Linked DNA regions of Mus musculus: all the other regions are linked to region 3. Evidence: chromatin contacts called from public Hi-C and promoter capture Hi-C data. All regions are on one chromosome and are shown on one strand. The core of a region is the stretch at or near the end of the contact, and the rest is flanking DNA. Distances in the headings are between cores, read along the strand shown.

Region 1 (4,629 bases), core at 492-2,991, 720 kb before region 3:
ACACACACATGAACTTTCTCTGTCTTACAATTGTCTCTCAGATAGTTGACTTCAGTTGTCTCTCAGATAAGAGCCTACCTGTCTTAGTTAGGGTTTCCATTGCTGTGAAGAGACAACTCTTCTAAAAGAAAACACTTCACTGGGGCAGGCTTACAGTGTGCAAGCTTGGCGGTATCCAGGCAGACATGGTGCTGGAGAAGCTGCTGTTCTACATCAGATCTGAAGGCAGCCAGATGGAGACTGTCGTTTTCAGGCAGCCAGGAAGAGGGTCTCTTCCACACTGGGTGAAGCTTGAGCATAAGACTTCAAAGCCCACCCTTACAGCGACACAGCTACTCCAACAAGGCCACACCTCCTAATAGTACCACTTCCCATGGGTCAAGCATATTCAAACTGTTGTACGTTGTACTGCCCTTTGGGGATTTGTGACGGAACAGTTTATCTTCATTGTCAACTTGACTGGATTTAGAATCACCACACACTCTGGTTATTTCTGAGGATTTATCCAGAGAGGTTTAGATAAATAAGGAGGGCCCATCTTGAACGTCCAGTGAGCTAGGTAGAGTCAGGGATTAAATTAAAGAGAGCAAAGCAGAAAGTTAGCCAAATAGCAGCTTTCTGTGGTAGGTTTTGAGACTGTGACAACTTAAAGGGTATGTGGGACTGGGGACCAAGCCCATCCTTTGCTTATGACCTGAGGTTGTTTGATCAGCCTTCTGGAATCTTCTCTGTATGAAGAATCTTTCAGGGTTTTCTATAACAACTATGAGGGGAGTCCCGTGGCTAGCCACTGATTTAATAATCAAGAGCCACAGTTCTGTCTAATTGGTACTGTGCTCTAAGCAGGAGTCCTAGGCCAATCTTTCTGGTAGCAGTGGACGCCTGTTAGTGACCTAGAATTAGCATGCAGTGGGTGACTTCTGGAAGATTCTGGAGATGTAAGGAACAAGGCTACCAACCCTGCATCCATAATTGAAAAGTGAATGCAGTCCTTGAGCTGTTCTTAGGCTTATTAAATAACACAGTGATGTATTTGTATTTATGTGTAACCATGCAGCACTCTCAAAGTGTTCAGCCTACACGCTGTATTTGCTTCAGGCCTATGCTGAGTTCTGAGGCTTGAAGGATGCTGGTGGTGAGTTTAGAAGACAAGGGACTGGACACGACCCAAGGTTCCAGTGTGAGGGTGAGAGAGGGAGGAGTAGGGGGAAGAGAGGGCCGGGAGGTGACTGCATCACACAGATTGCATCCCAATAAGGAACTGTGACAGCGTGTGTCAAATGACGTCTCAAGGATGCTTGGCAAGGATGCTTTCACATCGGCTTCTTTATTCATAGACACATTTGCTTGGCGAGTACTGAAACTCCAGGCTCCCAGAAGGGAAACAGGCGCTGGGTATAAACCATAGAGTTTGCCTGAATGGCTTAGGCAGAGTGAGTCACTCTTTTCAGCTAGGGTAGTGGGAGCCCTTCCAAACAGCAAGCTCTCAGACACTAGGCAAGGAGCAGTAAGGGTGAGCGATGCTGCTAAAGCCGACCTTGATCAGGCAGTCTTCCCACGTCAGTCCCCTGAGCAGCTGGGATTACAGAGCAAGCAGACCTTGCCAAGGATGGTGCCAAGCCTGCTACGCTGACTCTACTGCACACTCTGGAATATGTCAGGCTTAGCCAAGAGCCACTCAGGTGGCTGAAGTCATTGGCTCTTCTTTCTGAGCATTGGTCCCCGAGCTCATAGGGCGTGACCATTGCTTCACTGTTCTGTCTTGGGGAAGAACCATGCAATAAGCCTTTCTTTGTGTACCTCATGCACCTCTGATCCCTTGTGTCACAATAGGGAGATGACCTCATTGGCTCTTTGTCCTGATGACATTACTCAGAGAGATATTGTGCTCTCTGAAGAAAAAGTGAGACACACTTCCCCAGGCCTTCCAGTCAACTGCTTTCTCAAGAAGCTTCTAGAGCCCTTTGTGTTTGAAGCATTTCATCCGTGAAGGTTCTTGGACGCACCTTTCTCATGCGGCCATATCCTGACCCTTCCTGTAGACCAGCTGTGTTCACTGTCTAGAACCTAAAAACATCTCAGTATAATATTTTTAACATGTGTTCAAATATAAGTTTGCTAGTTACTCCCGACTCCATACCCAGGAGTCATGGGTGTGGTTTTGGTGTTGTGTCTGAATTGCTTTGGAACTTAGATGTCTCACCAGAAATGCTGAAGTTGGGAGCTATGCAGGAGAGATGGGCTAATGTTGCCCTCCAAAGAGGAGTCTTTTATCTTTTCTTCCTGCCTTGCCCCTTTCTATTTCACATTTAATAATTTTGATTTGGGGGATGGAAGGATGGCTCAGTGGTCTCACTTACTGCTCTTTCCAGAGGACCTGGGTTCAATTCCCAGGACCCACATGGCAGCTCGCAACTCCAGTTTCAGGAGATCTGACACCCTCTTCTGGTCTCTGTGGGCTCCAGCCACACATGTAAAGTATGTACATATATGAAGACAAAACACTCATACACATAAGATATAAAAACAAATAAGCCTTTAAAAAAAAAAAAGACTGATTTTAGTGAAACAACAACAACAAAATTCAAGCACCTTGCCTTTGGCTGCTGTGCAAACTGCACCCCTGGATCATGCTATCTCACTTTATTCCTTTAGGAAAATGTAGTATTGATGTTTGATTCTGTTTTCAGTGGGAATCTCCAATGCTGAATTCTTCTTGACTCTGTTTCATTTTATCTTTGTAGTAGTTAGCCAGAGTCATACATGCCTTACATGGGGAAGACTCCCAGGGGCAGAACAGGCACTGGGCGCCATCACCTGTGACCCCCAGGAGTTCTTCCACACACCAAACCCAGCCATCTAAAGACTTTGCTTTCTACAGCACAGGCTGAAATCAGTTTTCCTTTCCACAACTCATCTTTGAAGTGATTCTTGTTGGTTGTTTTCTGCAGTTAAAAAGGCTGTGTGTACCGGGAAACCCTGGGCAGTTTGTTTGTTATGGTTTAATATTTATTGAAAGCTCCTGACTTCGGGTGCTTTTATTGACTGGAGGCCAGACGGTGAGAGTTGCCTGTCTTCAAAGACACCCTCTGCCTGTTTGTCGCTTTCTGTTAGCAGGAGGCTTTATCGCCGTTTATTGAACTGAAGAGCTTAAGTTGATATGGCTGAAATGTGTCTTTTCTGTGTTTGTTATTTTATATTTCTCTGCCTTGGGACCTGGCAGTTTTAAATACCTAGCAGTTTTGCTTTTCTGTTTTCCTCCCCACTTACTTAGGCTGCTCGTGCTGACTGACTGGCCCACTGCAGAGATGCACTTCAGTGTGGCGTGCCCCTGAACTTGACCTTTCCAGAAGGCCTGCGAGCGGATGAAAACTGACATCACTTTTTATTATATCTCTGATATAAAGCAGTCTAGAGATTTTTTTTTTCCCCAAAACATAACGGGAAAGAATGTAGTGTTTTCAGAAATTTAGCTTCCTTTCTCACAGCAGATTCCATTTAATTGTTTGTTTGTTTGTTTGGTTTTGGCAGTGCTAAGGATGGGACCCAAAGCCACATGCGTGTTGGGGTAGGGCTCTCCCACTAAGTTTTGTTCCTGGCCCCCAAGACATTCTCTTTAAATTGAGAGAAAAAAAGTCTCCTTAGGCAGAATTTATTCTTTATAACTCCTCATAAAAGTTACATTTTATTTATGCAGTGGTTATGAAGTGGGAGGTCCATCTCCTGCTATTCCTAATTTACGTTGGTCTTGTTGGATTCACTTTTGGGCATCTGTTTAGTTTGGTGTGACCAAAGGTAAACTCTTTTTCCCCCCAGTTTAAATGTGACTTTTTTATGTGTATTCTGTTCCATATTCAAAGATGGCAACTAAAACTCCCAGAGAGCTAGGAGCACCAAATAAGTCCACTTTGCTGATCTCTATGACATGCAGTAGATTCAACATATTATAAAATGAATGTACACAAAAGTAGACAGTATGGAACATATTTTAAAGTTAAAATTGGAACTTTATAAGTTTGTGTGTGTGTGTGTGTGTGTGTGTGTGTGTGTGTGTAAACAGTATCTCTCTATGCAGTCCTGGTTGTCCTGGAACTTACTATGAAGATCAGGTTGGCCTCGAACTCAGAGAGATCAGCCTCTGCCTTTGCCTCTACCTCCCAAGTGTTGGGATTAAAGACGTACCGCTACAGCCAGGCATCTTATTTTTAAAGTTATGAAAGAGAAATTTTGATGGAAAAAATCCACTAGCAATAACTCTTGAAGTCCTATTAAAGCGTTGGAATGGAACAAACATGATTGACTATGAACCATAGGCTCCAGAAATTATCTGGGTGTGTATATGCATATATTACATACATGTATACTCTGAGGCACATGCAACTGGGCGTGCATGTAGAGGCCAGAAGTCAATGTGTGGGTGTCTTTCTCTATTACTTTCCACCTTATTTTTTGAGATTCTTACTGAATCTGGAGGCCACTGGTTGTCTAGACTGGCTGGCCTGGGAGCACCTAGAATCCTCCTGTCTCCGCTTCCTGGTGCTGGGATTATAGATGCTTACCATCGTTGCTTTTTATTTGGGTCCTGGGGATTTGAACTCAGTTCTTTGTACTTGCACACAGAAATTTCCC
Region 2 (5,202 bases), core at 630-3,129, 520 kb before region 3:
TACAGAAAGCTTCATTAACATGGGCCACGCTTACAGAGATATCTTAGTATCTCAGAGAGGCTTTCTGTAGGAACAAACTAACCTTTGGCAGGAGCACTGGATAGATTTGTAGGTAAATCAGCCACAAAATTGTGATCTAAATGTGATGGGTGTTTGGATTATCTAAAGAACAGAGCTATGTCTCTGCACAGTTGAGCAGTTTAGAAACACTGGATATGCCAATGACAGTGTGTTAACTTGTCCCCACTCATGTATCTGTGGTTTTCATTACTCTTTTAGAAATCAACTTTATTGAAGTGTAAACCACACAGAATATATTGCATTTAATTGAACTGGACATCTCAGGGATCAACATAACACCACAGTTTCTGACCCCACCCCCAAAAGATTTCTTTCCTTGTGTCCCTTTCAACCACTCCTTCACTAAACCATATCCAGTCAATGATTTAACTTTCACTAGAGATTTTTGGGAGTTTTGGAATTCTAAAATATGGAAATGGTGTGATGTAGCATGTACTCATTCGTGTCTGGCTTAATTCACTCATAGGTATATCCTATATTCAGGGCCTTGTTGAAGAAAACTTTAATTTTCTTAATTGCTTTGGTAGCTTAGTCAAAAATCAATTGCCTGGGTCAACAAGATGACTCAGCCTGACAACTTGAATTTAAACCTTGGATCCCACATGGTGGAAAGAATGAATCAACCTGACAAGTTGTCTTCGAACCCTGAAAGTGTGCTAAGGACACATGGATTCCTCTCTGTCTCTGTCTCTCTGCTTCTCCTTGTCTCTCTGTCTCTCTCTCTTTCTCCCAAATAAATAAATAAATAATCTTTAGTCCAAATATTACTTGACCGTGTTTCTGTACTCATCATTCTATGTATCTGTCCCTGTGTCAATATTATACAATGTCATAACTCTAAGGCACATCTTAGATTAGATAGGATAATGCTATTGCTCCATTTATTATTTTATAAAATAGCTTTGGCACTCTTCAAATAGAGTGTTTATATAAATTTTTAAGTCAAGCTTTAAGAACTTTTTGTGGAAATCTTGTTTGGGATTGCATGGAATCTAAATAAAGACTTGAGAATTAATCTGAGCTTTGATTCATAAGCACCATCTATTTCTCTATTTGGGTCATTAATTAGTCTAGGTCTGTACTCTACAGTTTTCAGCATGTGGGTTTCTCATCTCATTGCTCAGTTCAGTCTGAAATATTTCATTTTGTCAATCCTGTTGTAAGAGGATGTTATTTCATTTCTCCAGTTACTTGCTAGTGGGTGAAAATAAGATGAGCTTTTATGGTAGTTCAAGTAGTTGTTTTATGTAATTTTTAAAATCATTTTTCTTCACTAATTCTTGTTATTCCCCCAAAGAATTTTATATAGTAGAACTTTGATAGTTTAGTGTGAAATATCAAGTATTTTTAAAGGTAATATTACTGTCTTTGAAATAGCATTGGTCATATATTTTGGGAATCCCAAATAAACAACTCTGATCTTTCGCCTCTTCCAGTATCGAAGTTAAATGTTTTATGACCGTTGACATGACAAGAAGAAAGAAGAAAAAGCAGTGTCCGAAACCCCTCGCTGCATTGGACCTCAGTATTATCAGAAAGACTTCGCCTCGCTGGGCGGTCACCTTGTAGGCTCTGTGACCATTTCTGTCATTGTATTGGGTTTTATTTGCCAGGGCTTGGTAGCTTTTGCTCCTGAAGTTGGTTGTGTAGGTTTTGGGGTCTGGAACAGTGGAAAGTAGTTTTGGTCTGCTTCTTTGTGCTTGCTTTCATTTTTGATTCACTCGGAAGCCCTTGGTTTCTCAGTATGTAGGTAGGATTTACAGTACAGCAGTAGGGAGGAGTGGATTTCACAGTGTTTGTATCTGAGAGGATTTTGGTTTCCTAGGAAACATCTTCCTCAACGCTGAGACTCCTCAGCACCCTAACTCTATTTCTTTTCTAATTGCTATCTTGATTCTGAAGGTGGGGTATATTTGTCCTATGCTGCTATAGGAAAGATGAATTGTTTAGGGAGTGTTTATTTACATTTTATTTGGGTTTTGGACAAATACATTTTTTCAGAGTACTATTTGGAGAACATTCAACTATGGATAGTAAGAGAGTGAGATTACACTGATATAATTTATAGACGAGAAATCCGTTTAAGTTTATTTCTCATCTATGTTTGCTTGTAGATTATCAGCCCTGTATTTGTAAATGATAAAGGGTCCCTCCTTTGGCCTTTCCCCCATTATATCTATGGTTGATTGAGTAAACTGAAAGGTGATACAATAAAGTGTACATTTAAAGGGCTGTGGGTAAACTGCTCACCATACAAGCATGAGCACCTGTGCTCATATTCCCCAAGCACACTGAAGGCTAGATACAGCAGCACACACACATCTGTAATCTGCATGTTTCTACTCCAAGATGACCAATAAGGTTAGATATAGCAGCACACACACACATCTGTATGTGTGTGTTCCTACAGCAGCACACATCTGTAATTTGCATGTTTCTACTCCAAGATGACCAATAAGGTTAGATACAGCAGCACACACACACATCTGTATGTGTGTGTTCCTACAGCAGCACACATCTGTAATCCACATGTCCCTACTCCGACATGACCAATGAAGACAGGAGAATTCTAAGAAGCTTGGAGTCCAGCTAGCCTGGCATGCACCTACCTCAAAATGGAAGGCAAGGCCTAACAGTAGCATTTGCCCTCTCATCTTGACACATACATCATGGCATGCACAGACCCATGCTCTTGTGCACAGGTGCATAAATACATACTTACACATACACTAACCAAAGACAATAGTACATTACAAGTACTTTTGTAGGAAAGAATAGATTGAATTGCTAGTTTTACTCACCACCTTTTCAATAAGGCTTTAGGTTCCACACATGGGTACCTCCTGGATCTCTCTTTCCAGCACGGAACTACTCAACAGTCTCACTTTGCTGTGCAATAAGTACCATTTGGAGGTCCCTCAAAGTCTGCTGTTGTCTCATCTTAGCAACCGGCAGCTCTCTTTCTTCTATTTCTTGGATTCAAAATCTGCAGTCATCCTACACTCATCTTCATACCCAACAAACTTACCCACACAATGTCACCAACTACCCAATATCACCGCTCTTTACTGGGCTCAAGGGACTGTCTTTCTTTTCCCACCTTAGCACTGCACTGCTGTCTTAGCGTGCTAACCAGACTCTTGCTGAAGACTTCCATGGACTTCCTATATCAATGTCCTTTGTCTTTGTCTTTACAAAGAGTTTACACAGAACTGCATCAGCCCTGATCCACTGTAGCATCCCTGACCTCTTAGCCCACTTCTCTCTTGCTTTTATTCAGCTGCATCCAGACCAGATTCTTTGTTGTTCCTCAAGTGATCTGAGCTTACCACTAGTAGAGATTATCCATCTATCTATCTATCTATCTATCTATCTATCTATCTATCTATCTATCTATATCTGTCTATCATCTACTATCATCTATCTGTCCACCCATCCATCCATCATCTTGTGTGCACACATTACATGTGAAGGTTAGAGGACAACTTTCAGGAGTTAGCTCTCTTTTCCACCATGTAGGGCCAAGGGTTTCAACCAGGTTATCAGGCTTGGTGGCAAGTCTTTTACCAGATGATCCATTTTACTGACCTACCCTCAGATTGCTTGATGTTCTCATGGAATGCAGGGGATGCTGGGACTTCTGCTAGATGCCATTTTTTAAAAAAAGTATTCCACCAGCTCACTTGTTTAAAGCCTCAGTTTCCTTCCTTAACTCCTACAGTAGCCAAGTTTATGTCCTGTCTCTTCCTTCAGCATCATTTCTCTCTATAGCACTTGACATCCTCAGAAAGGTTACTCTTTTCTTTGTACTCCATGAGAGTGGTAATTGCACACTGTGTGGAACACTTAATAGATATTTGTTCTGTACTCAGCTTTCTCTTCAGATTGTACAAGTCTTCTACTTTGTAAATATCTGTTCAGAGGCTGGACAGATTGCTCAGTGGTTAAGAACACTCTTGTTCTACCAGAGGATCTGAGTTCTGTTCACAGCACCCATATTGGGCAGCTCACAAATGCCTTTAACTCCAGCTTCAGGGGCTCTTGACTCCCTCTTCTGTCCTCTGGAGGTACCTGTACCCATGTGCATTACCCCTGCATACATACTAGCACATAGTTAAAGGGAAAGAAATCATTAAAAATAAATCTTTGTTCAACTTAAATCATATAGAAAAGGAATGGTGATTCATAAATACAACTGGCTTTCTTACTTAATCTTTACAACAAACTTGAGAAGTTGTATATTACAACTTTACATGGAGAAACTGGCCAGAGAGATCGAAACATTTGATTAAGGCAGCAAGTAACCCACTATGTACTCTTGACCAGTGCAGTATAATGTTCTGGTGATGTATTTGAAGGAAAAAAAGGGAATAGTTCATTCAATAAATATTTTTAAAGCATAAGAGAAAGATTATTTAATACTATCATAGGAATTTGCCTGAATAATCTTATTTTATTCACAATTACTCTGCCATGTTTCCTTGTGTAATTTGTAAAGAATGATGACTATGAGTGGTTTCTGTCAGTACAATGATTGGCTTTACCATGGGTTTTCTAGGTGAGATCCAAATATCTTAACATTTCTTTCATCCCATGATAGTAAATATATATAATATAACCAGATACCTGCTGAGATTGAAAAACCTAAGAATTAAACATATACTCTTTGAAGAATATTCATTTGGTTTCCATGTAGCCGAGGACATGAACATATATGCAGTTTCCAGGAGAAAATGTGTCTTATCTACTGTGCTGGCTTGTGTAGGTGTTTTCAGGGTGGGGTCACCAATGTTAGCTTTTATGGGGATATTGCATTCATAATTTATACCCTATGTTCTCAAAACTATTTTTAATTAGAACACATTATCACTCTCAATAGAAAGCCTTCAGTGTGTAAGTAGCCAAGCATAATAATGAAGGAAAATTGTGTTTCTGAATATAATACCTTAATATATTTACATATAAATTACTGAAATCTTATCTTCATTCACCACAGACAGTTAATTAAGAACTCTGTAGGATTGTAGTTCTGTTCAATATTAGGTGAGTAGTTAGGAGGTTTTATGGCATAAGACATAGATAATCCTCTTTAGCAGCTTTTTGTAGATGGGCAATGACCTA
Region 3 (4,967 bases), core at 265-2,764:
CAGTATATCCAAGGTTCTCAAAATGTAGCAAACATCCAACTGCCAAGAAAAAACCAGACTGTGATATTCCATCCCTACATGGCCTGCAGGTCTAACCACTGCTTTAGTCCAATACACACTAATCAGGGTCTTTCCCCATTAGTTTCTCAGTGTAAAATGAAGTTACATTATTAGCCTGTAGAGTTTAAGCTTGAGGTAAGCCTGGCACACCGCTGCTTATAAACCAAAAGCCCCACAGGCAGAATAACAGGGAAGGCCAAATAAACAACTATTATGATCAGCCTCGGAGGTGGCAGGCACTGAAAACCCTAAACCATTCATTTTTAGCAATTTCTAGGGCGAGGGGCCAACAGTTTGATGCTTCCTCCCATCCCCCAAGAGTCTGAGTGTATGCATGTATGTGTTTGTGTGTGATGTGTGTGTACACACACGTGTTCGTGTGCATAACTGCTTCCAAGCCTTGGTTTAGTGTTTTGTTTTGCTTTTTAGACCGTCTGTCACTTTTGGCCAGGATGGCTGGCCATTAAGATCCTCAAGTCTGCCGGACGGACGGTGGTGGCACGAACCTTTAATCCCAGCACTTGGGAGGCAGAGGCAGGCGGATTTCTGAGTTCGAGGCCAGCCTGGTCTACAAAGTGAGTTCCAGGACAGCCAGGGCTATACAGAGAAACCCTGTCTCGAAAAACCAACCAACCAACCAACCAACCAACCAACCAACCAACCAACCAACCAACCCTCGAGTCTGCACCTGCACCTCCCAGGGGGATCACAAGCATTTATCACCAGGCACTCGCTTCTGAAGTCGCTTTCCGGGAACCAGTTCAGTCCTCAGGAGACTGGGGACACCTGGCCCCTGGAGTGGGAGCTTACACAGCTAGTGGGATGGTGACAGACAGAGGGCAGGTGGAGATGGGCAGCTAGCTACCTGCTGGACAGGGTCCTGAGCCTTCTCTTTTTGGCGACTGGCGCCTCCTCCTGACCTCTGAGAATCCCTGCCTCTGCCGGCCTTGGTCACAGGCAAGCACCTGTGGGCAACTGTCCTTGGTGTTTCTGGATGCAGAAGTCAACTCAAAAAATGGCAAGCCTCTTTGTGATGACGTCGTCACCTTTCGCTTTATGCTTCCCGCTTTACACCAGCAAGAAACCACGGTTTCTTGAAGGCTCAAAATGCTGCCTAGAGAAGTCCCACCAGAGAGCCCTTCCAGAAGACGAGGGCTCTCTGGGGATGCAGCCTCCACCCGGGAACCCTAGGGATGGAGACAGGGAAGAGATGGCGGCGCAGAGGCTCTCTTATGTCCTTGAAGCCACCACCAGGGCGGAGAGGCTCCTTCGAGCCTGTGAGCCCTTCCACAGCCCAAAGGATACAATCGTTGGGGCCGAGGGTCGGCCGAGGTGTCCCAGAAGGACCTGCAGCCGGGCGCCGGCGCGCGTAAGATTCATGGTGGGGGCCAGCAGACGAAACTGCTGCGCCCAGGTCACACTTAACTTACGGCAAGGCCCCGCCTCCTAGTAGAGGGTGGAGTTCTGTCCAAGGGCAGGACACAGCGCCACCTCCCCCAGGCTGGGGGTTGGGGAGCTGGGGATGAGGGAGCGAGCCTAGGCTGTCTGGAGTCCTTGCTCCCCGCCGCTGTGTCTTTGTTCTAATCTGCAAGGTCCGAAATTTTGCGACTGGGGTGATGCAAGCCGAGCAGCCCGAGGCCGTTAGGGATCTGAGCCACCCTTTTAACTTGGTAGTTTTAATCTATGAACAACTAATCTATGTGACTAGTTCTCCCACTAAAAATTAAAATCATCTGTGTTATTCAGAAGAGACATTAAATTTAGCGTGAATTCATCCTAAAATATTAGAAAGTTTGGCTGTTAGTTTTTAAGAAGAGCGATCCACACGGTCTAGGATAACTTACATTACATTTTTGTGTGTGGTGGTGGTAGTGGTGATGGGGTGTGGTGTGTGTGTGTGTGTGTGTGTGTGTGTGTGTGTGTATGTATGTATGTATGTTTGCATCCTTGTTTGTGGAGATCAGAGAAATAATCTTCAGGGAAGTTGAGTCTCTTTCCACCACCTGAGTTTTGGGGATCGAACTCTGATGGTCAGGTTTGTTCAGCAAGCTCCCTTAACCACTGTGTATCTCACCAGCCAGTATAACATGTAAAATTTCTTATGTAGCTAAAAACTGTTTTCTTTAATCCCAGCACTTGGGAGGCGGAGGCAGGGGGATTTCTGAGTTCGAGGCCAGCCTGGTCTACAAAGTGAGTTCCTGGACCACCAGGGCTACACAGAGAAACCCTGTCTCGAAAAAGCAAACCAAACCAAACCAAACCAAACCCAAAACAAAACAAAACTGTTTTCCTAAAGTCTTTGAAATTCAACCACTACACATAATCTCAATCTCTTTGTCTCTCGGTCTCTTAAGAGAGTTACTTCTAGATTGCTTCTAGTTACTCCATAAACATGTTATTGTTTCTTAAATGCTTTCATTAGATAATTTGGTGACAGTGCCATAGTCCAGGAGAGACAAGCAAGTAACCAGCTGGCTACTTCCTGTTTTCAGGTTGCAGAGATTTGCCCTTTGTGCCTTGACCTTTAGGACGAGATTCGCTTAGCTGAAGCTCCCAGGGCCGGCTTGGTCATTTGCTTATCTCCCAACCTCATCTGTCCAGCCTGAGCAACCTGGTGGAAGCCTGACCATGTCCTGAGAGACCGGCTTAATTAGCCCACAGTTTAAAAGCAGGACTGACTGCATTCCCCCCCCACCCCCCACTTGGGAAATAGGTGTGTTCTTACTGCCCTCACCTGGTGCAAAATGGGAACTGCAGGGAGAAGGAAGAAAACAAAACTGAAATTAGTCTGAATTTGGGTCACCTCAAGCAGAATTGAAAGATTAAGACCGTCATTCTGAGGATGACTGGTTTCCCTAAAAAACAGAGAGAATTATGGCTTTGGGGCCTGTCTTAGGGTTTCTATTGCCGCCATGACCATGACCAAAAAAGGAAGTTGGAGAGGAAAGGGTGCATTCGGCTTACATTTTTACTGATCTGTTCCTCATTAAAGGAAGTCAGGACAGGAACTCAAACAGGGCAAGATCCTGGAGGTGGGAGCTGAAGCAGAGAACATGACAGGTGCTGCTTAACTGGGCTCGTTCTCCATAGCTTGTTCAGCCTCTGCTTTCTTCTAGAACCTAGGACCACCAACCCAGGCCACCAGCCCAGGGATAGCACCACCCACCATGCCCTGGGCCTTCCCCATCAATCACTAGTTAAGAAAATGCCTAACATCTGGACCTTCTTGAGGCGTTTTCTCCTTGAGATTCCCTCCTGTCAGCTAACTTTAATCTGTCTTAAACTGACATAAGACCAGCACAGGATGAGAGATTGTGGCACTCAAGATAGAATTTCCTCCTGGCTCTGTGTGTAACGTTTCCTAACCTGTATTTTTGTTTGTTTGTTTGTTTGTCTTGTGGTAACTGAGCTTAGAACCCAGAATCCCCCATAAGAGGCAAGCACACTAACAGTAAGCTATCACACACAATAAAACAAAAATAAAAATAATAAGCAGATAAAGCAAAGGAAATGATTTCATAGCCAATCCTGAAAGAATGATAGATGATATCTGCAGTCCTAGATTCTCTCTCCTGATTTTCTCTAAAGCCCAGGTCATTTCTGAGCTCATCCTGCTAACGAGCTGCTCTTCGCAAGCGGCCACCATGTGCTCATCTAGGGGTTCTGTCTCACTGCATTCTATCCCATGCAATCCTCTGCGTGCGGCCATGTGGAGTAGGCCCGCAGTGGCTTCCTCTCCCTCCTTTTCTGACTGACCTTCCCTCTCCTGAGATCTGTAGTCAGTCCTTTTACATCTTCGTTCTGTGAAAACCAGCTTTCTCAGTCACCTCCTCCAGCCTCAGACTTTAAACTTCAGCCTTCAGGAGAAGATCTCAGATTTGTAACCCTATCTTGGAATGTTAAACTCCAGACTATGTGTCCAAAGACCTCTCTCTGTGTCTCTCTGTGTCTCTGTTTTTCTCTCTGCTTTTTTTTTTTTTTTTTTTTTTTCACTTTGCAACAGAGTTCCCTGGAACTCATTCTATAGATCAGGCTGGCCTTGAACTCAGAGCTCCACTTGCCTCTGCCTCCCAAGTGCTGGGGTCAAAGGTGAAGACCATCACCACCCTCCTTTGTGGGGGATGTGGAGGTCAACCTTGTGAAGGAAAAAGTGGAATGGAGAGAGAAGCGCCACAGGATCGAAGAGCCCTGATCTGCTGTACTTGGGATTTGATCTAAGATGGCTCCCGGAACACCTGTGAGACAGCAAAATGGAACACGGGCCAGATGGTGGCTGCCCCGCCTCTTCACAGAAGTCCTAACAGGTGATGACACTCCCCGCCCCCCCCCCCCCTTTTGAGTGACCTTATTAGGCAGGGCTTTCATTGGGGCATGGTGATGGTATGGCAAGACACAATTGGCTGAGGATTTAAGGGCCTGGCTCACTGTATGTAAGCTTATGCACAATAAACTCACATCTGCACCCTGACGCTGCTCTCTGGAGTTTGAGTCCCAGGATTTATGGCAGGACTCTGTCACCTCTCACCCCTCATCCTGAGCTCTCTTTCCAGATTCTTTCCCCACTGAGATTTATATAAAGAATAAATCCATTTTCCCTCCCAGCCTCTGATCAGGAGTGAAGCTCTGAGACTAGTTATTTATTAAGAAATGCCTAGGCCACTATCGTTGGCTCATTCCCTGACTAGCTCAAAACTTATTTAACCATTCAAACTGCTCTCTGTCTGCCACATGCTTAGTCACCTGTCCTCAGCTTTCTGTCCAAGTCTGGGGCATCCTCTTCATCCTAAAGTGAGGGCAGCTACCCGCTGGTTTATGTTCGTCTCCCCAGCGCTCCTGGGGAAATCTCTCCTGTTACTCCATCCTGAGTTCATCTGGGTGACTTGTTACCTCTGCTCAGATCTCATGCT
Region 4 (5,287 bases), core at 2,622-5,121, 750 kb before region 3:
CACATTCTTAATCCTTCTGCCAATTTTCCAGACTCCGTTGGAAATATATCCTGACCTTTTTTTTTTTCTTTTTTTTTCATTCCATTTCCAGCACTGAATACTTTCCTGTCGCTACTTAAAGTGGCATGAATAAAATACGCCTCTTCAGGATGATGGCTTCAAATGTTTCTTAAAGAAAAACAAACCACCCTGGTTGGTTGAAGCCAGGAGGCCCTTTAAAATGTCCCTGTCGTTTCTGATGGTGTCTCTGAGAGGAGTGGTCTCCCCTTCACACAGTGTGTAGTAGCCACCGAAGCAAATAAATCTAGATGACTGAAACTGACTCTTTCAGTTTGAGAATAACAACCCCCCTCCCCCAGAACAATCTGTGATCTCTATGTGCAATGTACGGGCTGGCTACTACCCACAGTATAAGTTAAAATGGGGAGATGATTTGGAGATAGCTCTGATAGTAGTTATAAAATAGCCAATCCATGTGTTCATTGAGTAAATCTTCTGCTTTTATATTGCAGTATATGTGTAGATCATAAAAATGTATCGTCTTCACCGTCTCATATGTCTGCCTCAGCGGCTTTCTGTCCGTTCACAATGTGTAACCATTACCACCATCACTCTCTTGAGCGTTATCATCTTCCCAGAGACTCTGTCTCCATTTCCCCTTCCATCAGCACCTGGAACCCACCATACTCTTCTGTCTCTGTGAGTTTGACAGTTTAGGATCCAGGAAAGTGGTGTCTAGAGATTTTGCTCACTTGTGACTCTTAATTTCACTTGGATGACAATGTTTTCCCTTCTTCCTCTTCCTCCTTCTCTTCCTCCTCCTCTCCCTCCTCCTGTTTTTGTTTTTTGGACAGAATTTCTTTCTCTATGGAGCTCTGGTTGTCCTGGAACTCTCTATAGACCAGGGTGGCCTTGAAATCAGAGATTATCTGCCTTTTCCTCCCAAGTGATGGGATTAAAGGAATGTACCAATAGGCCTGGCTCACTTGGAATTCTAACAGCTTGTGGTAGAATTTTCTTTTTGAGTGTGTGCGTATACGCATGCCTGTGCTGTCTGCCTTCCAGTGGGAATTTTGTATCCTTAACCCATATTTTCCTGACTCTTTCCCCATCCCTGGCATCTGCCATTTTTCTCTCTACTTGCATGTGATCAATTTTTAGGAGAATTTCCTTTTTGAGGAATGCATTTTCAGTTAGCTCTTTCTCTGCATAATTCATTATGCCAGGCTTTTTGAAAATGACATTTTACTCAATGCATTTCCAGTGTTAGTAGGAAAAAATGCTCATAAACCTAAATAAGTCTAATATGACTTGGAAGATGAGCACAGAAGATAGGTGAAGTGAAATTAAAGTGGTAATCATTTTATAGGTGTTCTTATTGTATATTTTTATGACCCTAGTGAGACTGGCTAAGAGATTTTAGTTTTGTTTTAGTTTTGGGTAAGTGGCCCAGTTGGAATCCAGTGGCCATCTCTTGAGAAGACATTTTTGTTTGTTTGTTTAGTTTTTTTTTTTTTTTTTTTTTTTTGAGATAGGGTCTCTTTCTGTAGCTGTAACTCTGTAGACCAGGCTGGCCTTGAACTCATAGAGATTGGCCTGCCTCTGCCTCCTGAGTGCTGGGATTAAAGGCCTGTGCCACCACTACTACCTAGCTGAGAAGAGTCCTCTTGACCTTCAGTAAGTAGAGGTCAACACTGTACAAGGTGGAAAGTAGAGACTATCTCTCTATCTGGGCTGATGAGGGAGACTTGGTAGAGGCCTGTGGAGTTTAGCTTGCATGGGAGGATAATGGTTAGGACAGACACTGCAGGCCTTAACAACATTGCAGGCTTGATGGGTGTACAGAACCAGAGGGAGAGAGAGGCAGAGCTGAACATTTCACACTCCACACTTCTTAGGTGAAATGTGTATGGGTTTCCCTTACAATCAACAGTTCTCATTCCCCCAGACACCAGCTGCATGCCATGGGGATTTCTTTACACCACTGTGTTACATTACTACAGACCCTACAGGCGAGGGGCTCTTAAGATTGTTCCAGTTACGAGTCCCAGGGAAGAACGGTGCTTCTGACCCACAGGCTGGAAATCCAGGCTTCTCTTCTGCCTCCTCTCAGTTTGGAGCGTTTGCTGTGATGATTCACAAAACTCAGGCAAATACTTTGCTCCCTACTGGTTTACACATTCAGAACAAGCAAATAGGAAAGATACATGGGGGAGGGGAAGTGTAGGATGCAGACATCTTCCATGCTCTCTCTGGCCTCCTTATCCTCCAGGCAGACATTTTGCATCCAAATAATAACAGCATAATTGTGGCTGCATGACTAGAGTTGGGTAACCCCAAACCCTCTTCCTTGCTATGCCATCTTCTGCCTCCTCCTGGAGAGTTAAAACCTCTGAGAACTGTGGCCCATATTGCTGTGCAGTGCCCATTAGGCGTTTGTGACCCCAAAGGCCACTGTGGAGCTGATTCTGCTGCGGTCACGCTAGGGTCTTTTCTATCCCCGCTCCAGCTGCGGGAGGATAAGGCCCAGTTTCTAGTGAGCATTTATAGAGGTAAGCAAACGAGCAAGGGGGACTCCAGCCTGGCACACATCTGAGTGGGGGCTGTTACAGAATTTTGTTTTCCTTTAAAATAATTGGCTGGTGCGAGGAGCCGAGCCATAAACGTAACTGCTGCTTTCCTCCTGATTGGTGGTTGCTAGGGAGCGACTTGGAGGTGCAGGCTTGTTGGTTCAGCCTTAGCTCAGGTTCTCCAAGTTGGACTCTGAACCCAAGATGGAGTTGGTTTGGTCTCTGAGCTGCGCCTCTGGTAAGTGCTGTTGAGGGTTTAACCTTCTTCCATTCTCAATGATAACACGTCCAGGTACTGACCCCTGACTCCCCCCGCCACAACTTCCAGAAGGGTCTTCAAATTAACCTCCTTATTGCATGTTGTGGGTAGAACGTTTTCCTTTTAGGTCTGTGGAGACCATATTTGATCTCTTTTCCAGTTTCATCTTATTTATGCTTCCTGTCTGGGACTTAGCAGAACTTGCCCTTGAAACGGCTTAAACAAGCACTTAGAATCTGGTTTGAGGTAGGATCAACAGCAGTTGATTGTCCTTTTCCTGGCTAGCTGGTTGGGCTTTCTGTCCAAACAGCTGCAGCGCCCTAGGGCAGGTCACATGACCCCTGCTGTCCTGACCACGGGCAGGTCCCAGCCTGGGGTACCTGAGCCTTCACATGCTGTTCCTGACATTTCGGTTTCGACTTTAGCACTGTCCTTTAGAGTTGTGTTTCGGACCCAGGAAGGAGGTCCCCCCCCCCCCCCATCTCCATGTTTGGCCTGCAGCTGTGTTTGTATGATTTCGCAATTTTTCCTTCATCTCAACTGGGCTGCGCGATTGGACCCGTGTCATCTGCAGCCATCGGTAATCTTCACTTAAATTAATCTTTCAAAGAAGCCGATTAAGTTGATTGCGCTCCACAAGCCGAGGTTTGGTGTCCGTACCTTTCAGCTGTTTACAGAAGTGATTAGAATGAGAACTTTGTATATGAGTTTTGGTAACCAGTTAAACTTATTTTTGGATCTTGTCTTAATGGTTTATTTCCATCATGTGCCTGTTTTTAACACAAAAACTGAAAATGAGGAGGGGCGGGATTTAATCTTACTGTGTGCATCTGTGCCTCTCAGGCATCCTAGGATAGCCACGGCCTTGACTCAGCTTGGGTGTCCTAAGAGATCCGTGACGAATCACCAACATTGTTTCTTCTAGCTCTAAGTTCTCTTTGCAGTTAAAACCATTATTTCTAATTTAACATAAGCAAAGACCTTGTGGCCACTGCCTGGGCTGCCTAGTGTAGAATTTAGCCCAATGCATTGCAAACATTTGCCTGCCAATCAATCTGAGTCTGCGCAATGTAGTCTTTCAGAACAGGGAGCGTGCTCCACAGGGAGCCCTTCCTGAGTGAGCAGATTCACTTTTAAGTCCATGGAAAAGTTGACACAGGAAGTTGAGTGTTGTTTAGAGGCAAAGTCAAAGAAAGGTGTTGGCTAACAGCTCTGTTTTGTGTGGCCTAAACTCTGCCTAGGAGTTTTTTTTTTTTTTAAGATTTATTTATTTATGATATGTAAGTACACTGTAGCTGTCTTCGGACACCCCAGAAGAGGACATCGGATCTCATTACAGATGGTTCTGAGCCACCATGTGGTTGCTGGGATTTGAACTCAGGACCTTCGGAAGAACAGTCAGTGCTCTTAACCGCTGAGCCATCTCTCCAGCCCCATGCCTAGAAGTTTTTTAAGACCAATGTATGAAAAGCTTAATTCTAAAGAGGAAATTTAGATGTCTCCCTTCTCTAGGAATATCTTAAGGCCGGAAACGTGCTGGAACCAAGGGTGGCCTTTCTTCTCATCTTCTGTCTCTCAGTCGTTCCTAACTAATTCCACGAAGCCACCAGCCCTCACAGCTTCTCTGTGGACAGATGAATATTTTTTATCATAACTTAAGCATGGTAAATAAAGGATATCACTTTCTTATTGTAAATATCAATGTCTTCAAATGGAACAGTATCATGATTATTTTAACTGTAACCAGTTAAATGGAATGTAAATGCCATAGACATTTGATACCTGTCATTATCATTAAAAAGTACTAGAATCAGCTTAAAATAATAAGTTCTTCCCCTCCCCCTTTCAGCTAATATTCTATTCCTAAGGAATTTTATCCTGGAATACCATATGTATTCCTGCAAAAGTATGTACATAATGTTTAAATTAGATTTCTGTATCAGTAAGGGTCTAAATATAAATATTTAAAAATCTATGTATATAGTTACTTCAGTACTAAGCTAATGATTGTTATCACACACTTGTGTACAAGTAGATGCTTTGTATGTACCGTAACAGTAGAATGCAGAAGTTGTTTCTGGTAAAGCGGTGGAGCCTTTCCACTCACCCTCCCCTAGTCCTGTCCATAATGATGAATATTCATCACTCTGAGGGTAAAGAAACTGTGTCTAAGTAAATACAGAAGTGGAGCTGGAGTGATGCTATGGCAGGCCCTTCCTTGACAGGGTCTCACTATGTAGCCCAGGCTGGTCTAGACTCTGTAGCCCAGGCTGGCCTCAAACTTGCAGTCTTCCTGCCACAGGCTTCGAGGTGCTAGGATTATAGTGAGGAGTTATCACCCTCAGCTCATTGATCTCTTTCTAAGTTGAGCACCAGGCTATTTAGTTTGCTTTCAGCACATCTGTATGTTAGCCTCCTCCTTTCCAGCTGTGTGTTAGCCCCTCCTTTCCAGCTGTGT
Region 5 (4,885 bases), core at 563-3,062, 980 kb before region 3:
TACTGTGTACCATTCTGACTTTACGACAGTTTTTTAAAAAGGTTATGGGGACATAGGAAGGGCTGGAATACATCCATTGCCTTTCCAATTTTACCAGCAATGCGCCATGTTTTACATCATTGATGTGTAGGCAGTCCTGGCTATAGTAATAGATTCATAATGTACTTCTTTTTTTATTTTGATTTTTGAGATAGTTCTGGCTGGCCTAGAACTCTCTGTGTAGAGCAGGCTGGTCTTGAACTCAGAGGTCTCTCTGTCTCTGCCTTCTGAGTGCTGGGATTTAAGGTGTGTACCACCATGCCAGACTATTATTTGCATTTTAGAATAATGCTGCAGTTATTTAGCATCTTTCTAGTATTTGCCCTCTTTCTTTCTACGACATGTCCCCTCCTGTCTGCAGCTGGGTATTAGTTGCAGTACTTTGTACTTACTGGCTCCATCATTGTGCCATCTCTTTAACCCTTTCCCTCCCTTTCCTTTCTGCATCCTTCAGTCCTTCTTTCTTTTGCCGAGCCTTATGAATCTTGTCACTTCATTACTACTTATATAAATCTGTAAAGTTTCAAAGGCAAGTTTAATAAGAATAATAGTGTATATTTAAGTTTAAAAAAACCATAATGTACCTTTATTCTCTTATCTTTTGGTTTCTTAAATTAAAAGATATTAAAACTCTAAGATGGAATTTAATATATTTAAAAATGTTTTTGTCTTGCTCTTTCTAAATTTCTTCCTATGCTGCCTCTCACAAGTTTATTATTTCTTGTTACAGTTTTCCCTGACAGAGCTATGAAAATGTCTTCTGCCTTTCTACCTTTATATCAGCCACATTCTGAATTGTGTTGCAGAAAGGGACATTTGAATTATTTCATATGAAACACTACTGTATTTTCTTTCCTCTTAAAAATGTTAGTTTTTCTTATCTGCTGTCCATAATTATGCATGTTTAATGTTCAGTGAGAACTAGAGCTTCAGTTATGTAATTAGTAAGTTGAAATATTAAAAATAATGAATTTTGCTTAAAATGACACATTATTCTTTTTTTTTAATTAGGTATTTTCCTTGTTTACATTTTCAATGCTATCCCAAAGGTCCCCCATACCCACCCCCCATATATCACATTATTCTTAGCAAAATAAAAATTACCACCTTGAAAGAACCATTTTACTCAAATTTCTTATGTTTTCCATATATTTCCTATTTGGGAAAAATAGTCTGAAATTAACTTCTCTAATTTACCTATATTACCTTGGAAGTTTTACTGGGTTTTTTTTGGGGGGGCGGGTTCGAGACAGGGTTTCTCTGTGTATCCCTGGCTGTCCTGGAACTCACTCTGTAGACCAGGCTGGCCTCGAACTCAGAAATCCACCTGCCTCTGCCTCCCGAGTGCTGGGATTAAAGGCGTGCGCCACCACCGCCCGGCCTAAAAAGGTTTCTTTCTGAAAAAGAGAGACAGATAAAAGAGTTTATACCTCTTGATGCCTTGATGTCTATTTTGAAGATGGGGAAGTACTGGAAAGTACTATTGTCTGCAGTGTATTACCAGTTTTCACAAATGTCTAAGAAGTTACAGTTAAGATGGGGCGGAAAGAAAAGTCTGGCTCAGGTAGCTCAGCTCTAGGCCTTGGGGTACCTGGACCAGGAAACCTTATCTAGAAAACAGCTTTGAAAAGGAAAACCCTTGTCCTGGAGTAGAGCAACTAAGAACCGCCCACCACGGCAGGCCGCCCCGCCTCTTGCCATCCAGTCCCGCCCCCGCCGCCGCGCCAACGGTGACCATAGCAACGCGGTGGACGTCCGCCAACGGCCAGGCTAGGTCTGGGAGGAGCCTAGAGCGCATGTCACATGACTCTGTGGGCGGAGCTTGTGCGGGGACGGCCAGAGCGTGTCCCCAGCCTCCGCCGCCTAGGCCAGAGTCGTGAGGAACGGAGCGGAGGCAGCTGCGAGGCCGCGGGTGCCCGCCGGGTGTGCTGAGCCGCCGCCATGGGCAGTGAGTGTGGTGGCTGGAGCGCGAACCTCGAAGGCCGCGGGTCCTTTCGGGCTGTGGGCAGTGGAGTCGCTTACTCCTTGGGGTGGTCTTGGGTGCGGGGGATGCGCAGGCCTCGTTGGGGTCGCCACGGGCAGAGCGAGCTGGGGACCCGCCAAGGCGCCTCGGGTCAGCGAGGCCTTGCCCGGCGGGTCACGGGAACTCAGAAGTCCCGGTTTGCTCCCCTTAGGAGGCGAGGAGCGAGGATGGCGCGGGGAGGCCATTGGCTGGGGGCGGGGGGTAGTTAGCACACTCCACGGCTTGGACCACTTGGGCTTTTTCTGAATCTCAGGAAACTCATTAATTTTTAAATTATTATTCTTGAATCACGCTTCCTTGGTGTGTTGCGACGAATAAGTCTCCCTTTTTTTAAAAAAATATTTTTTATTAGGTATTTTCCTCATTTACATTTCCAATGCTATCCCAAAAAGTCCCCCATAACCTCCCCCACCAAGTCTCCCTTTTTTAAAAATGTGATTCGTAGCATGCGTTTTAGGGGAGGAAAGGCGTGTGATCAGTAGCTCAGCATTTTCCTAGATTAATTCTTCCCAGTCATTCTGTAGTGTTCATTGAAAACTGTAAGTTGGTGCGCAAGGTATGGACGAGGCCTCGCATTATAAGATCCTTCCAGGGCCCTGCCCAATCACTCACCCTCATGTATTTTCACACAGATACTTTACCTAGCAGTTCACATGTTTGTGTATAAAGGGATAACGTTGCGATGCACTCCATTGGCTAACAGTAGACATTTGGGGAAAATTGGAAAGGAAATAAGAGACCCTTGGCCTTGAATTGTGAATAAAAATGGAATTGTGCAACACGGGGAGAGGCAGTACATGGCGGCACGCAACAGCGTTTTTTGATCCTGAACGCCAGTACAGTAATTCATAAACTAGCAATAAATCTCGGAGAGTAGCCTGGGCTGAGATGGGGAAGGGAGGCGATTCTAGACAGTTTCCCAGTGTTGTGACCCATAGTTGTTGTTTTTTTAATTGCAGGTAAATGTTTTCAGAATTTAGATTTACTTTTTTTTTTTTTTTTTTTTTTTTAAAGATTTATTTATTTATTATATGTAAGTACACTGTAGCTGTCTTCAGACACTCCAGAAGAGGGAGTCAGATCTCGTTACGGATGGTTGTGAGCCACCATGTGGTTGCTGGGATTTGAACTCCTGACCTTCGGAAGAGCAGTCGGGTGCTCTTACCCGCTGAGCCATCTCACCAGCCCTAGATTTACTTTCTAAATAGTCCAAATGTACTTCTATAACAAACATGACAATTATAAATTATCACCAAAATCAGTTACTTCTACCTTTTTGGAGTCCTGCCGGAGTAGGAGGCAGTGTCTATCCCTAAACCTTGGTTTGTCTTTCATTTACTGCAGAAGTAGCCTGGGAAAGGAGTACTTTTTAATGAAATGTAGTTGACATTCTCTGAGCAATTCTTGTGTGTAAGCAAGTACCTTGATATGGCTACTTAGAGAATTACAACCTTGAAATGCAGCTAACTGAAATGGAGCGGGGAATGTGGAGGTTAAAAGGTTGTCTGTAGGAGGTGATCCTAGCTTTTTTGTTTTTTGGCTTTTTTGTTGCAGTCTTTAAGCTGTTTGAGTCAGTACTCCAGTTTAAGCTCATAACCTACTATACTATTCCTGCAGAAAGTTCCCTCCGCTGTTGTACCATTTGTTAATTACTACATTAGCTAAGTACTGTAATAAGCTATGTCTGCTTATCTTATACAGTGATGATCTGATTATTTTCTGTTGTGCATATATAAAAGGGTTGGGTTTAAACCTGAAGAAGCAAAGAAGTCACGGTGCAGGGCTGTTTCCCTGTGCTCCACAGCTATCTGGGAGCTTTGATCTTCTATAGACCTACTCACTTGAACTTGAGAACATCATGATTGTTTAATTTGGGTGGATGTGATAAACTGCTGTTACAAAAATTGTTTTTGGAATTATTCAGAGATACATTTTTAAACTCTAAATTTTTTTTTTACAGTCAAGTTTTTAGAAGTTATTAAACCTTTCTGTGCAGTTCTACCAGAAATTCAGAAGCCTGAAAGGAAAGTAAGTATACTATTTGTTAATCTAGCAGGTAACAGAGTGACTGACTTTGCCAAACCACCAAGGTTGACTTACTTAACCCAACAATTTCTGGCTGTAAGTGGAAAAACCATTACCTCCTTATCTTGCAAACAAGTATAAATCTGCTTTATGTTTTGTTTTGTTGTCTTCGAGACAGGGTTTCTCTGTGTAACAGCCCTGGCTGTTCTGGAGATCTCTCTGTAGACCAGGCTGGCCTTGAACTCACAGAGATCCACCTGCCTCTGCCTCCCCAGTGCTGGGATTAAAGGGGTATACCACCATTGCCTGGCCTGTTTTTAATTTTTAAATTACATTTATTATTCTAATATATATATGTGTTTGTGCCTGTGCAGCACTGTGCTATGGTATACATGTGACAGTCAGAAGGCAACTTTTGGGAATTGATTCTTTTCTCTTTCCCTGTGGGTCTGGGGAGGGGAGGAGGGAGAGGAGGAAGGACAGGGATGGTGGGAGGGAGATAAAGACTAGGCATGATTCTCAGTCTGTCAAAGATAGTGTTGTAAGTTATACTGTTTCCTGCCCAAGTGTTTGTTTCGATAGAGTATGCTCCTGGCCATGTTGATGCCATGTTGATGCGATAGAGTATACTCCTGGCCATGTTGATGCTTTATAGTTAGGGTAGGATTGTGCACATGGCTAGCTAGTGGGATAAGTTCTAATTAGCACCAACTGTTCTACATAATAAATTTTGCAAATGTGTAAGTATATACCTCCCTTATTTTGATTTCTTGTTTGGAAAGAAATAGAAGGAATGTG

The links. Promoter capture Hi-C pulls out the DNA fragments that hold promoters and counts their contacts. Hi-C and Micro-C count contacts between places; a contact is called where the count stands out from the background. Capture Hi-C pulls out chosen DNA fragments and counts their contacts.
Region 1: a contact with region 3 is called in a promoter capture Hi-C map of hippocampal neurons, with 4 times the contacts expected there. The contact joins the enhancer-like site here to the promoter of Phyh in region 3. A contact is called at or near these places in 3 of 39 promoter capture datasets (the C10 cell line, hippocampal neurons and stem cell-derived epiblast-like cells) and 1 of 9 other capture datasets (adipose tissue).
Region 2: a Hi-C map of cortical neurons shows a contact between it and region 3, with 2.6 times the contacts expected there. The contact joins the enhancer-like site here to the promoter of Phyh in region 3. A contact is called at or near these places in 5 of 39 promoter capture datasets (the C10 cell line, HPC-7-derived erythroid cells, embryonic stem cells and 2 more), 1 of 15 datasets of contacts at CTCF or cohesin (pro-B cells), 12 of 484 Hi-C or Micro-C datasets (CD4 T cells, the G1E-ER4 cell line, the HL-1 cell line and 7 more), 1 of 115 datasets of contacts at active chromatin or transcription factors (large pre-B cells) and 2 of 9 other capture datasets (adipose tissue and liver).
Region 4: a promoter capture Hi-C map of liver shows a contact between it and region 3, with 5 times the contacts expected there. The contact joins the enhancer-like site here to the promoter of Phyh in region 3. A contact is called at or near these places in 2 of 39 promoter capture datasets (hippocampal neurons and liver), 1 of 484 Hi-C or Micro-C datasets (liver) and 1 of 115 datasets of contacts at active chromatin or transcription factors (embryonic stem cells).
Region 5: a promoter capture Hi-C map of adipose tissue shows a contact between it and region 3, with 7 times the contacts expected there. The contact joins the promoter of Sec61a2 here to the promoter of Phyh in region 3. A contact is called at or near these places in 3 of 39 promoter capture datasets (cranial neural crest, embryonic stem cells and hippocampal neurons), 1 of 15 datasets of contacts at CTCF or cohesin (large pre-B cells), 6 of 484 Hi-C or Micro-C datasets (CD4 T cells, CD8 T cells, the G1E-ER4 cell line and 3 more), 3 of 115 datasets of contacts at active chromatin or transcription factors (astrocytes, cardiomyocytes and large pre-B cells) and 3 of 9 other capture datasets (adipose tissue, liver and macrophages).

Annotation. Positions count from the first base shown.
Region 1 is chr2:5,634,128-5,638,756 of GRCm38.p6, reverse strand. All of the region lies in intron 1 of Camk1d (calcium/calmodulin-dependent protein kinase ID), which reads left to right. Among named protein-coding and RNA genes, the nearest start is that of Camk1d, 78 kb to the left of the region's middle. Within about 2 kb of position 1,741, at least 84 of the 459 cell types and tissues checked have an H3K27ac peak or open chromatin away from gene starts, as enhancers often do. A contact at or near this core is called in hippocampal neurons, where this site is marked.
Region 2 is chr2:5,437,963-5,443,164 of GRCm38.p6, reverse strand. The region is part of intron 3 of Camk1d (calcium/calmodulin-dependent protein kinase ID); the gene reads left to right. Among named protein-coding and RNA genes, the nearest start is that of Gm36853, 42 kb to the left of the region's middle. Within about 2 kb of position 1,879, at least 2 of the 459 cell types and tissues checked have an H3K27ac peak or open chromatin away from gene starts, as enhancers often do. A contact at or near this core is called in cortical neurons, where this site is marked.
Region 3 is chr2:4,915,543-4,920,509 of GRCm38.p6, reverse strand. It overlaps Phyh (phytanoyl-CoA hydroxylase), which reads right to left and starts at 1,514. Exons shown (of 9, transcript NM_010726.2): 1 at 1,366-1,514. The coding sequence starts at 1,440. It overlaps Gm46728 (a long non-coding RNA gene), which reads left to right and starts at 4,054. Exons shown (of 3, transcript XR_001783222.2): 1 at 4,054-4,364.
Region 4 is chr2:5,667,760-5,673,046 of GRCm38.p6, reverse strand. All of the region lies in intron 1 of Camk1d (calcium/calmodulin-dependent protein kinase ID), which reads left to right. Among named protein-coding and RNA genes, the nearest start is that of Camk1d, 44 kb to the left of the region's middle. Within about 2 kb of position 3,871, at least 17 of the 459 cell types and tissues checked have an H3K27ac peak or open chromatin away from gene starts, as enhancers often do. A contact at or near this core is called in embryonic stem cells and liver, where this site is marked.
Region 5 is chr2:5,892,359-5,897,243 of GRCm38.p6, reverse strand. It overlaps Sec61a2 (Sec61, alpha subunit 2 (S. cerevisiae)), which reads left to right and starts at 1,812. Exons shown (of 12, transcript NM_021305.4): 1 at 1,812-1,987; 2 at 4,023-4,090. The coding sequence starts at 1,981. Gm13267 (predicted gene 13267) reads right to left here and starts at 1,780. Exons shown (of 3, transcript NR_166420.1): 1 at 1,470-1,780. It also overlaps a transcript of Dhtkd1 not described here.